Regions from separate parts of the Gossypium arboreum genome. Here region 1 is linked to region 2. The links are chromatin contacts, called in public Hi-C maps. All regions are on one chromosome and are shown on one strand. Each heading gives the region's core, a stretch centred on a gene start, on an enhancer-like site or on the middle of the called end of the contact. The rest is flanking DNA. Distances are from core to core; before and after follow the strand shown.

What was found. A called contact is a pair of places that touch in the nucleus more often than the background predicts.
Region 1: a Hi-C map of leaf shows a contact between it and region 2, with 4 times the contacts expected there. The contact joins the promoter of LOC108464364 here to the promoter of LOC108467137 in region 2. A contact is called at or near these places in 2 of 5 Hi-C or Micro-C datasets (both in leaf).

What each region holds. Positions count from the first base shown.
Region 1 is chr2:102,754,817-102,761,521 of ASM2569848v2, forward strand. It overlaps LOC108464364 (glycerate dehydrogenase), which reads left to right and starts at 2,177. Exons shown (of 13, transcript XM_017764643.2): 1 at 2,177-2,492; 2 at 2,602-2,685; 3 at 2,795-2,935; 4 at 3,211-3,332; 5 at 3,440-3,521; 6 at 3,778-3,850; 7 at 3,930-4,021; 8 at 4,121-4,195; 9 at 4,279-4,386; 10 at 4,477-4,554; 11 at 4,632-4,676; 12 at 4,818-4,932; 13 at 5,044-5,339. The coding sequence starts at 2,370. The coding sequence ends at 5,066.
Region 2 is chr2:102,364,917-102,372,036 of ASM2569848v2, forward strand. It overlaps LOC108467137 (rac-like GTP-binding protein ARAC3), which reads left to right and starts at 4,435. Exons shown (of 7, transcript XM_017767674.2): 1 at 4,435-4,862; 2 at 5,843-5,930; 3 at 6,025-6,134; 4 at 6,234-6,297. The coding sequence starts at 4,764.

The DNA.
Region 1 (6,705 bases), core at 927-3,426, 390 kb after region 2:
AATGATATTCAACAATCATCTGGATCACCTATTGGCATTTACCCTTACACAAAAAAGTAATTGCAGCCCTAATATCGACCCCAATTGTCACAGATCACTCACCCAAATACATAACAATACAATCAATAAACTCGTCAAATAATATCTAAAAGAGTGTCACGAAATTACCACAAGAAAACACAATAAAGTTGCCGACAAAGACATTCCAAAATTGCTCTTGATGTATGACACAAAACAATCTATTTATAAGCCTCTTCAAGTAGTTAATCAACAGTGTTTTGATAGGCTTTAAACCCAAGCTTAAATTGCTTAAAATATTGGTTGGAAAATTTGGTCTCATTTTTTTATACCATCTCCCTTAACTTTACTTGCAATCACCTGCAAAGGAGTTTCAAATTTACTAACATGAATTACAAACCTTTGCCATTGTTTTCTCAAGGTTAAGTTATAACCCCTGTAGCTTTCAAAAGTAAACTAGAAACCTCTAAAAAAAAAACTTGTTTTAAAGTGTAATAAAAAAGGCCTCTCCAAAATAAAGGTATGGTGTTTACAAAGTTTAAGCACAAGATAACCTTAAAACTTGTAAAAGATTTTCAATAAAAAACAAATATATGTGTACAAGAAAAGATAAAAAAAATAAAGCTCTTTTATAATTACTTGTTAATTTACTTCATATGTTGCTTGGATATGCATCTCTTGTCCTTGAAGTATTGTTGATACATATTTATATTAAAGAAGTAAATTTTAACCATTTAGAGTTGTTGGAGGTGAAAAACTTGTATTTGGCAAGTGCAAAAAAATGTTTGTTAGACAAAAGGGACACAACCTTTAGATTGGAGATCAATCAGAAGTTCAATGATTGGTGATCAATCAGAAGTTCAATCCTCTATAGGGGTAGATATTTGGTTAAAATCCATGAAATACAAATTTAAAAAGAAAATTAAAAAAATGGATTTTGATCCACTTAAAAACGTTAGAAACTTATTGTACTATTTTACGCAAGTGCTTTTAAGATTTTGAAAGCTTGAAAATATTTTATGAGATTTTCAATTAATTTTCATAGAATTATTTAGAATTTTATTCTTAAATGTTGTTATATTAAAATATTACAAAATCAAAGTTAATGATTTGGAATCAAAATAAAAGAATTCTTAAATGTTGTTATATCAAAATGTTACAAAATCAAAGTTAATGATTTGGAATTGAAAATAAAAGAAAGAAAAAAGTGAAAAAAGAGAAGGAAAAAAAAAAGGAGAGAGAGAGGCATCAAGGCAAAAGATAGGCAATGAAAGTGGGTGGTGAGCAGTGATCAGCTCGAAAGCAAGCCTTACTACCACAACTATTAGAATTAGATCGGATTAGTTTATCGGATCGATTGAACCGATATCAATTGGTAGAACTAATTTAATCGGCGTCAAATATTTTTTTCTTTATTTTTATTTTTTTAAATAATTTATTTAATTAAATTGGATGAACCATTAGACTCGAGAATTGATGATCTAACCGATTTAATCATCAATCCGAATCTGAAAATCTTAATTATAGCCAAATTTTGTTAATGTTTCAGCATTAATTTTAGAGAAAAATATAGAAGATTCTTTTAACAATTATAGTCATTAAGAAATTTTAAAGAGATAAAATTATTAAATTGAGTAAAAGTTTAAATGTATAAATGAATAAAATTATTAAATTGAGTGAAAGTTTAAATGTATAAATGAACATTTCAATCGTAAAATAAATTTAAATATTCAAATTATTTCAGCCAAAATAAAAATAAATTTTTATATCAAATTTCCAGAAAAAATCTAAAATTATTAAAAATAACACCAAAATACATTGAAATCCAACGAAGTTTCTTAGATTCATCCTAGTATCTTTTGTCATCTCAAATTTTGTCCACTAAATTAAAGGATATTTCCGTAATTTGAGAAAAAGGATAAATGCTTCTCTTACGTGTCATCTATGAACAAAAGACATGTCATCAGTTAACTTATACCACAAAACCCAAGCATCATCCCAGACTCACCACAGCCCTCAACCCTCTCCATCCCTCTATCCAAATGGGTCAAAATCACATGTTCTACGGAACAGACACTGCTATCCTATTCCTCATCATTCTCAACCAACATCAACCATATACAATGATTTTATCAAAATTTTCAATTTTAATATTCGATAATCATAAGGTCAAAACTTTACTAAAAAGCACATCGAACTACTTACAACTCGAGTCTTTGGTAGCGATATTACAGACCGCTGTGAAGCAGTGTTCTTTACCACACCAAAGCATTGCTATAAAAAGCAAGAAACAGAGTAACTGAATTTTAAAAAGCTCAGTTTTCTGCTCTGTTTTTCAGTGACAAGTTTCAATGGCAAAACCAGTTTCAATTGAAGTGTGGAACCCAAATGGGAAATACAGAGTTATTAGCACCAAACCTATGCCTGGAACTCGATGGATCAACCTCTTAATCGAGCAAGATTGCCGTGTCGAAGTAAATTATATGTTTTTTTTCACTTCTCTAAACCCTCTGTTTTCGTTCTCCTCTTCTTCTATTAAATCCCAGTTTTTAAAGAAGTTTTTTTTTTCATCATCCTGTTCAGATATGTACTGAGAAGAAAACAATTTTGTCCGTTGAGGATATCATTTCTTTGATTGGCAATAAGTGCGATGGGGTGATTGGACAGGTGATTTTCTTCTTGGGATTATTTGTTTCAGTTAGAAAATAAAAATATGAGTTCTTTTTTGTTTCCCTTTTTTTTTGTGAGTTTTTTATGTTATGAATTTGTGTTACAGTTGACTGAAGACTGGGGGGAGACTTTATTTGCAGCTTTAAGCAGAGCAGGAGGCAAAGCATTTAGTAACATGGCTGTTGGTTACAACAATGTTGATGTTAATGCTGCCAACAAGTATGGTGTTGCTGTTGGTAACACTCCTGTAAGTTTCACTTTCCCACTTAGTTACAAATAGTTTTACCCTCTAACCTTTGAAGCTTTTTAATAGGGTAGTTTAATCATATTTGGGTATGTTTCCATAACATGGATAAGTGCCAAGCTCCATGTGTTCGATTATATGTCTTCTACAATGGATTGTAATGATAAAACAATAAATAAACTTGCAAAGATTTGAGTAGTGATAAAATGGTTACGATGTTGGTTCAGTAATTTTGGGGTAGAAACAGTAGAGCTAATGTTGGTGATAATTTGGTGTAGGGTGTACTCACAGAAACAACGGCAGAGCTAGCGGCTTCTCTTTCTTTGGCAGCTGCTAGAAGAATTGTTGAAGCAGATGAGTTCATGAGGGCTGGCTTATATGATGGATGGCTCCCTCATCTGTATGTCCACGAAATATTACTTATATTTCATTTTTTGTTTATGTCGATGATAAACTCGAAAACTCACTTACATCATGCTTGTACAATTCCACTTGTCTCTCTTACAGGTTTGTGGGAAACTTGCTTAAAGGACAAACAGTTGGTGTAATTGGAGCTGGTCGTATTGGATCTGCATACGCCAGAATGATGGTAATCTCTTACTAGCTAATTTATTCGACATTGTTTGAGGACACTTGATCATAGTAACCTTCAATATAAATAGAAATTGTCTGGGTTGGTGAGGTTTTTGAAGTAGATTTTAAAGTTGTGTAAAATCCTGGCTCCTGAGATATGAAACATACCATATAATATTGCTGCAAAGAGCATATTTTCCAAGGCTTATTCTACTTTTGGTCCTACTTTGCTGCATTAATGGGAGTCATTTCGTTTTCCTATCTTATAACAGGTTGAAGGGTTCAAAATGAACTTAATTTACTATGATCTTTACCAATCAACACGGCTAGAGAAGTTTGTCACAGGTATGTCTTGAGACATTTTCTGCAAGTTAACGAGTTGTCAATTCTTATTTTATGGTGCTTTTATGTTTCCTCATCCCAGCTTATGGTGAGTTCTTGAAAAGCAATGGAGAGCAACCTGTTCACTGGAAAAGAGCATCAAGTATGGATGAGGTGCTCCGGGAGGCAGATGTGGTAGGATTTTCTTTGCTCAGAACTTTTAGTGTAATTTCTAGATCCAAGTTTTGAATTATAATGCCGATTGAGAGGGATTGCTACCTGTTCTTTTTGTAGATAAGTCTTCACCCGGTCTTGGATAAAACCACCTATCATCTGATCAACAAAGAAAGCCTTGCAACAATGAAGAAGGTGATTGAGAACTTCTCTTTGTCTTTAACATTTGGAAAGTATGTCTTGCTCAAGGAAATATGAAGTGGATTTTATTTTTGCAGGAAGCAATACTTGTAAACTGTAGCAGGGGCCCGGTGATTGATGAAGTAGCTCTTGTTGAGCATCTGAAGCAAAATCCTATGTTCCGAGTTGGTCTTGATGTCTTTGAGGTGACTTTACGAACTTTCAAATCTCGAGTCAACCACATGAAAACCATCCTCAATTTAGTACATAATTGTTGATTAATGGTGTTGCTTTAGGATGAACCTTTCATGAAACCTGGGCTTGCTGAGATGAAGAATGCTGTCATCGTACCACACATTGCTTCTGCTTCCAAGGTAAGGTTTACTAGGATTCACATATCATGTTGAAGTGACTTACCGGAGTGTAATTTTTTTTCCTCGTGCTTATGCAGTGGACTCGTGAGGGAATGGCAACGTTAGCTGCTCTAAACGTCTTGGTACTAGTTTTGCTTCTCGCTTTCTTTAAGTTCAGATATGTTTGGCATTAATTCGGGGAAAGGATCGAAAATATATCTTGTTTTTCGTCTGTGATAGCCAATGTTCTAAGCATTGCTACACTTTCTCAATCCGCATTACAGGGCAAGATCAAAGGATATCCAATTTGGGGTGATTCAAATCGCGTCGAACCATTCTTGAATGAGAGTGTTCCACCTCCTGCTGCATGTCCAAGCATCGTTAATGCGAAAGCGTTAGGTAATATTCATGTATCGAAACATTATTCACTCCCTTTCTCAAAATTGCAGGAGCCATGATATATGTGTCTATAACTTCACATTCATCAATCAATCATGTTTTCTCCCTCAGGTTTACCTGTTTCAAAGCTATAAGCACCAACGGTCAGTCCGGGTTGCGGTCCGAGTAGTTTCTCCTATGAATGTGAAGTTTGGGGTTGTGCTGAGTTTAGTTTATGCTAGACTGAAAATGGCAATTACCATGTATATGTTGCATGGGGAAAGTACTCCTTTTATTTACTTACATTTTGCTGTCTTGTATGTAATAGAGAACAGCTTTATAATTTCATCAAACAAATGAATTTGCACTCATGGATTCATCGATCACTGTTCAATGTTCATCATACTATTTAAATTTGTATACATAAATCAGCAGTTGCATTGACCATCCTATAGATATTTCTATAGACCGGTGAAATAGTTGACTTTTTACTTTTATTCAAATAATTTTGCTGTGTTATTTTTTCCAAACCTCCTTAAATTGTAATTTTTTTAAACACTTTGTACGTCCGTTTTACGGTTTATGTTCAAGGTTCATAATTGTCCCTCCTAATAATGTTGTCTCCAAAATTCGAACTTCTTGAGAGTACAATATGTCTTATCAAGATACCGTACACCCAAACATCGATATTTTCTTAAATTGTAAATTGATAAAAGTTGTTATAGTAAAATGTTTTGTTTATGATTAAAATTAAAATTTTTACCTCAATCATATCAAATTAAGTTGATTATTATTATTTATCAAATTAAATTTTAATTAAATTATTAAAGAAAATTATCAATTATTGAATTTAATTCAAATCATTGTAGAAATTCTAGATTAAAAGTGTACTTCTATTAGAGAAAACTACTAACAATTTTATGATTATTTCGGTTTGAAATCAATTTATTTATACTATATATTAAATAAATTAGTATCATGAATCAACAAAGCACTAACTGAATTGAGTAATGATTAAAATACTCTTTATAAAATAAATCATATTATTTGAGAGTACTTTTATCATTTTATATATTTTATATTAAAATAAAAAATACTAATATAATAATATCTAAACCCAGGCTTTTATTGTTTCCAAACTTAATACTTGAATCAAAGCTTCATTTGCTACTCTTACTTATATAATTTTATTTTTTTATAAATATATTTGTTATATAATTTTGAATTTCACCTATATAGTGGATGGGTGCAACTAGAATATCAAGCAATGGTTTGAGTAAGGGTGTAATCGAGTCCAATTATTGTTAAGTTTGAGTGCGACTCAAAATTCGAAACTCAATATTTGGCTTCAACTCGATCGAAAATCTATTTTCAAGCTCGAGCTCGTTTATACTCTTCTACTAATTTTGTATTAAAGCTCAAACTTAAACTCAAGTTTGGCTCTATAATTAAGCTTAGGGTTAATAACATATATTAAGGGTAATAATATAATTTAATAATATAAAAATATAAAAAAAATTCAATAAAGCTAACGGGTCATTCGAGTTGAGTATTATTAAAGTTGAGATCAACTCAATCAATAACTCGAATTGCTTGAGCTCAAACTTGACTTAATAATTACTAAATCTAATGTAAATCTTTTCAAATGAAAAGTAAAGTAAGTTATAAGTGTTAATTTTTTATTTACTTTTGAGTCAAAAGTTAAAAATAAAAATAAAACATGTTTGAATGATGTTTTATTTTGAAATTGACTATTGCTTAAGTGAGTGCAATAGACACCCAAAAGTACGGTCA
Region 2 (7,120 bases), core at 3,185-5,684:
ACTTTTCTTGACAGGGTACGAGCTTGTCCAATGCCATTTTCATGAGATGTTGGATAACTTGCATGATATCAACAATGTTGATGTAGACTACCATGCTAACATACCTTTCTAACAATGGACGCAATCATATGATGGAGGTTTATAAGAATGATACATGACAACGAACTTAGTTGAATTCATATATTTCGTACTGAAAGGGATGTGTCATTTATCGATAACCTCAGTTGTCAAAGAAAAATACTTTTACCTAGCTACCTTATTTCCAAAGCGGACGACGTCATATTAGGCAGATAGCGGGCAGTTACGTTTGGTGCAGGGTTGTCATGAAAGAAACTATACGAAATATAGTGAGAGTGAACACTATATATATAGTGTGTCACTCACGTCAAGACTTGCAATTTAGGGTCACAGAGTACGCTAGCCGACCAGGACATGCTAGATGCATCATATCGTGTTGACATACCAAAAAAGATTAGTAATTATGAGATATTCCAGACACTTCGATTCCCATGCACACATGTAATTGTCGTATATGCAAATGTGAAAATTGAGTACATGTCTTATATCAATGATGTGTACAAACTGGAACACATGCACAATGTATGGAGACTTGAATTCCCACCCACCCTAGATGAAAGTATGTGGCCACCAGTGCCCAGCGTGCTATTCAAGTTGGCCCCAAACATGAACTTGCGTCACGTCCCGAAAAGTCACCCGAATTTTACTCAGATACACACTAATATAGATGTTCGAGAGAGGGACAATCAGGAGAAGTTATGCGGGTACTATAGAAACCAAGGGCATACAAAGGCAACATGTTCTGTATTAAGGGGTACATTGGGGCTTCAACATCGCTAGACGATATAAAATTGATTACAATGTTTCCTATTTTGTGTAAAAACTTTTTTATTATTTTTTAACTTACATTTCAACTATATTTGTTACCACCTACTAGCATTTATATAGTTTAAAAAATGATAGTTTAAGTGCTACTTCAAGTATCAATTACTATTTCTCGAGGAATTAAACTTTTTCCATTTTTACGAGTTAATCCATGTACCTTTATTAATCACTAGTTCGATAAAAGGTGCCTATCCAAAGTTACATATTTCATATCAAATATTATATATAGAAATTTACGTATAACTTACATTAGAATTTAACAAAGAAAAATATGAGTTGTAATAGAAATATTGTTTCTTTATTGGTGCCATTTATATTTACATCACAATAAGTAAAAAAAATACGTCATTGGGCTGAATGTGTGCCGCAAGGCGGTGGCTGACACGTAGGATTTTTGTGCACAACTAGTGGTGTCGGCTCTTCCACTTGATCGTGACCATCGTTGTCGTCATCTTCGTCTTCACCTCTACCCTCATGCTTATCTTCATCTCCACCATCAATTTTATTTTCATCTTCGTCTCCATCTCCTTCCTCCGTGCTTGATTGCGATGTCGTCTTAGCCTTCCATCGTATATCCTCTACTCCACGAGAAGATGGTGCTGATGACCCACATTGATAAAATAATGATGCGATGAGTGTTTGTGACACTATTGGTGAATAACCGTATGATGTCGCAATACTCGGATACATCAGTATTGATCCGAGCATCAATATTAGAATCGATGATGACATTAGTGTCGTCGTAAATAACAGTACATGCGTTGATATATGGCTCGACATTTGCGTCGGTATGGGGGCGTAAAATGCTGGGGACGGAGGTACCCCGAAATATGTACCTGCGGAAGGGGTAGAAGCAAGGTGTTGCGATGGTGCATAGTGTGGTGCTTGTGAAAAAATATGGAGTTAGTGAAATGAACAGGAATAAGTAAAGTAAACTAATCGAGATGTGGCGTAGACATCAGTTGCGCTTGTTGGGTTGGAGCTAGTGACGAACTCGTCACGACACCTCTTTTGGATATATATTGCTAGGTCACTCGTCGTGGCTTCTTTTGACTAAGTTGCCTACTCCATGCCTCCACTGATAGTAGATATGGCTTATCGGTGACTCTGAACTAGGGCATGTACTCCAAACAGGTCTTCATGTCCAATGAGAAAAAGGTTCGTATATAGGTAATAATTTTATCCTATGATCCAAAATGTCAATGTACTCCTTGTGGTAATTTAGCCAATTCTCCTCGGTTTTTTCCTGCAGATCCAGCTTGTACAATGCTTCCATGTATCATGATGGCAGCAGAATTTGTTGCTTCCACCCAAACTGTCACATTATTTGACCTGATTTGTGCATTTTCACCATCATATGCAGTATCAACGACACCTTTACGTTCTCATATACTCCGAATGGCCAAAAATTTTAGCAGGACGTATTCTATGATATCTGACTCGACATATGGCATCTATTAAACCGCAGTACACAATTTTAAATTTTGTTATATACGTAATTTTATTTTACAACTCATTGTATAATGATTATAGGTTTGAAAAAAAAAGTAACTAGCCTTGACTTTCGAGCGTTGATCTAACATCAGTTGGATATCTTTAAGTTACTCCAATAGTCCTACGTAACTAGGCCATAATTCCACTTATTCAAGTTATATGTTAATTCAAACATAAAATAAAGAAATAACAGGTATATAGGTTCATGGTTTCACCTATTCAAGTGATGTTAATTCAGCCCGTGGTTCCACATATTCTTCGACCTACTCCTTGTCACTAATAGGAATGTATATGGGTCATTTACTTAGGGGCGTAGAAATGGTAGTCGCCACTAAGGCCATGACTGTAGCAAGAGCAGGCAACCACTGATTGACATCTTATTCAGTTCTGTCACTTGACACCACTTACGATACAACGTGGCTAACACGGTTAATCCCCAACTTAGTCATCCACTTTCTTTGAAGTTGACTAGGTGTAGTAGCCACCTTATGTATACCAAATTTCGAGAGTTATCGGGCATTAGAATACCCTTAATTAACCTCAAAATGAATGATTGGGTGTATTATTCTTTGACAATATCGGATGTGTCCTAAGAAAGATATTTGAAATTGGTTTCCAACAATTTCATATCTATCTGGCCACTGTAAAACTTATCCGACACCTTTCCCAAAATGCCTCGCAAAGGTCCTCTTTATTAGGAATGACTGCTGACCCCGTGACGATTGGCCCATCCACTAATAAACTGAGTTGTAAAGCTACGTCCTTCAATGTGATTGTACACTCACTGTATGGTAGGTGAAAATTGTGTCTCGGGCCTCCATCTTTCCACCAATGCGCTGATAAGTGTAGGATCAAGTTTGTAGCCTACAAGTATACGAGGCACATGTAAGAATCTTGCATCTTGCAAGTAACCACGAATTTCGGCATCTAGGCTTTTTGACAAGTTATGTATAAACCCCTCCAAAACATGATCATTCGACTATTTACATCGACAAAATAAATTAATTTAAAAAATAAAAAAACTTTAAATTTAACGTAATTGAAAACAGTGAAATTTAAATTTTTGTTTTACAATTGTCGCTTGAGCGATGAAAATGTGCTTGTCGTTGAAACGAAGCAGAGAGGTTGTCATTCGTAAAAATTTAATCAAAATGAATGATATAAAAACTATAATATTTTTAAACAAGCATATTGAAAAATTTAGAATAAAACTTGAAAAAATTGAGAGAATTGAGAGAGTTGAATTTGAGTGAAAAGAATGAAAAATGGCCTGATATTTATAGAAAACAAAATTATCGTTGGGGTCTTTAAAAATTTTTACCGTTGCCAACGTTCAAAAAAGGTGCGTCCAACTCTCTTAAAACATGGTCTATTTCTCTAATTTTAAAAAATGGCCTAAAAGCCTGTTTAAATAAAAAAAGGGGGCATATTATTCTAAATTAGCCCAAATTACAAGTATATGTGTATATTTATTACATGAACAATTTATATATATCGTATTAAAAGAAAATGACATGTTTTTTTTCCAACACTAAATTCAAGTTGTTAACACGACTAGTAAACGTCACCTGTTTTAAAAAACGCATTTCATTAAATACAAATTGATAGATAGCACTTATATTAGCAATTAAGCTAATGAAAATATTTGGTTGATATGATACAAATATTTAATTTTTGAAGATAATATTATTAGAAGAAGTAATTACAAATGACAACATATAAAATATCAAAATTATTTTAAAATTTAAAGATAGAAATTAAAATTAAAATCATAATTTTGGACAACTAATACTTTTTCAAATTAAAAGAAAAGATTGATACTTGTTCCCATTTTCAGATATTTATACTTAAAAAATCAGAACTTTCTTATTTCACTGTTAATTTCCTTTTAATTGCATTTTCTATCATTCAATCATTCTTATCGAATCATTAAAAGTACATTATTATTAAAAACCAAATAAATATGTCCTACTTGAAATAACTCAATAAGCCCTTCAATGAACTTTTTAGGTATAATAATAAAATAAAATAAAATAAAATAACTAAATTATTTATGGAAAATATATTGTTGTAATGTAAGCAGATAGCTGTCCAAGAGCTGTCTTTTCTTTCCCTAATGATTCTCTCTCTTTCTTTCGGACAATGTCTTTGATGTCTTCCAGTTTTACTTAGTACTTCGTCTTCTTCTTCTTCTTCTTCTTCTTCTTCTTTCTTCATCTTCATCTTCATCTTCATTTCAGTGTTTTTGGGTTTGTTTTTTTCCTATTGTTTTGGACAATAATTGAAGCAAGAGATAACCTTGGGGGGGGCGGCGGAGGGAGAGGAACATCTCTGAAATTACTTTCACTTTTGCCGGCGGGTGCAAAATGAGTGCATCAAGGTTCATCAAATGTGTCACTGTTGGTGACGGTGCCGTCGGCAAGACTTGCATGCTCATCTCCTACACCAGCAATACTTTCCCTACTGTGAGTTCCAAAAAGAAAGAAACTAACCCATTTTTTTTTTGTTTGGTCTCTGAGAAAATATGAGGAATGGAAAAGAAAGTTTGGCTGGCCCTTAACGTTTTCTTTACTTGGATTTTCATGGATTTTCTTTTCTTTTTCTTTCCCTTTTTGTTTCCCCTATTTTCTTGGCCACCAAGCAGACCCTACACTGGTTTCTGGTGGTCAATGTAACTTTGGTAAAGTTGCTTTCTTTATTGGGTTTTTTTTCTGTTTCTTTTTCCCATTTGGTTGTACTTGTCTTTGGAATCTTGAATTTGGGGCATAGTATCTTTCTGAATAATAGAATCATTCTTCGTAAATTGTGTTCAAGTGAGCAAATTCTTAGGGTTTTTTGCTTCAAAAACTTGCAGAAAATTTATTGCCTTTTTGTAGTTTATACCTTCTTATTTCTTCTGTTTGTGTTTTGATGATGCATCATCTAGGATAAAGATTCTTTGTCTTGTAGGTTTTCATTTCAATTAGTGAGTTAAGGTCAAAAGTTAAAACTGGAAACATTATATCTTGCTACTCCCCTTTTTTTTGCTGGAGGAGAAAGAAAAAAAATTGCTAAATCTGAAACTATTGCTGGTAGAAAGTCTCATTTAGAGATTTCATGATAGGTGCTTTCTTTACTGCGAATCTTGGGTTATGGCCATCTATGTTAGTTGGAAATCGTGTGAATCGGGTACGAGTATCTGTCCGGCATGTATATGTTCAAATTTTCTAGTTTTTCATGCATTTGGAGGGTCCTTGGAGGGTTACTTCTTCATGCTCTTGTCCAGAAAATGTGTCTAATATAGTTTGTTCTTTTAGTAAACCTAACTTCATGTAGAGTTGATTGATGCAATTATGATCATAATTTCCTAGTTCTTGCTTTATTCTTATGATTATTTTAAGATGACTTTTGGAGATATTGCTTATAACATGTTTTCCACATCCTCTGCAATATCTTGGGGAAACAGGATTATGTGCCAACTGTCTTTGACAACTTTAGCGCAAATGTGGTTGTGGACGGCAACACTGTTAATCTTGGATTGTGGGATACTGCTGGTAAGTTTCAATTCCATTAATTTTCCTTATTCATATCTTAGAATGCTTATTGTGGTAGGTTTGATTTTATTGTTTTTATTTTGTCTTGGAACAGGCCAGGAAGACTACAATAGATTAAGACCTTTGAGCTATCGTGGAGCAGATGTCTTCTTGTTGGCATTCTCTCTCATTAGCAAAGCCAGCTACGAAAACGTTTCTAAGAAAGTGAGATTATTTGTTATTAGAAGCTTTTCACCGGTTTTTGAACAAGATACTTTCAATTACTTGATCTGCTAATGCGTTGTCTTCTTTTTGAATCCTCAGTGGATTCCGGAGTTGAGGCATTATGCACCTGGTGTTCCAATTATTCTTGTTGGGACTAAGCTTGGTTAGATTCTATTTCAGTCTTTATTTTCAATACTTTAAAATGTCTTGATCTGTTCCTTTCAGTATGCTCTTATGCAATGATTTTCTTATTTTCTTTTCATATAACGAGTTATGGGTAAGGCTAATGAATGCTATAGTTTGCAATATTTCCAACACCCTTTTTTGTTGCCATTGAGAGAAGGGCATATGTTCCTGTTGGTGGCTGAAGTAGTGTAGTCCTTTAGATGCCTCCTTGCCTCGTAAGATTAGTCCGTTCTAGCACCTAAAATCCTAAGCGTTTTTCTCTATATGATGGTGTTTTATTTGCAAGACTTATATAAAGCTTCCTTCACCCTTACAACTATTGCTATTTTCTTTCAGTTTTCTTGTTAAGAGAGCAAACAATTAGACCTTTTACGGTTCAATTACTATTGCCCTACGCCCAAACCTTCCTCCATTTTGTCTTTATATAAACAGTAGAGGTTAGCCTCTTCTTCTTCCACAGTGGTTGTTAACTAATTTTCAGTAAGGAAAAACTTCTGTGGTTGCAGAAATGTGAAACAAGTCCATCTGTTCCAACTTTGCCTCGAATTAGCATGCTTTGTAATGCATTTGAAAGAATCCTTTAATATGACAAGTTTGGGAAACTTACTTGAGTTGTCCTGTGGAACTTAGGCTTTCTTGGTAGAGTGGAAATAAAATCGGAAAGATGGAAAGTTGAAAGGGTAGAAAAATAAAAAAAAGATTTAAAAAATATATTTTCTTTCCATTGATGTTCTACCATGCTTGGTAGAAATATGGAAAATTGAAAAAGAAAGTAAATTTCTTTTCATTCATTGCTTGAT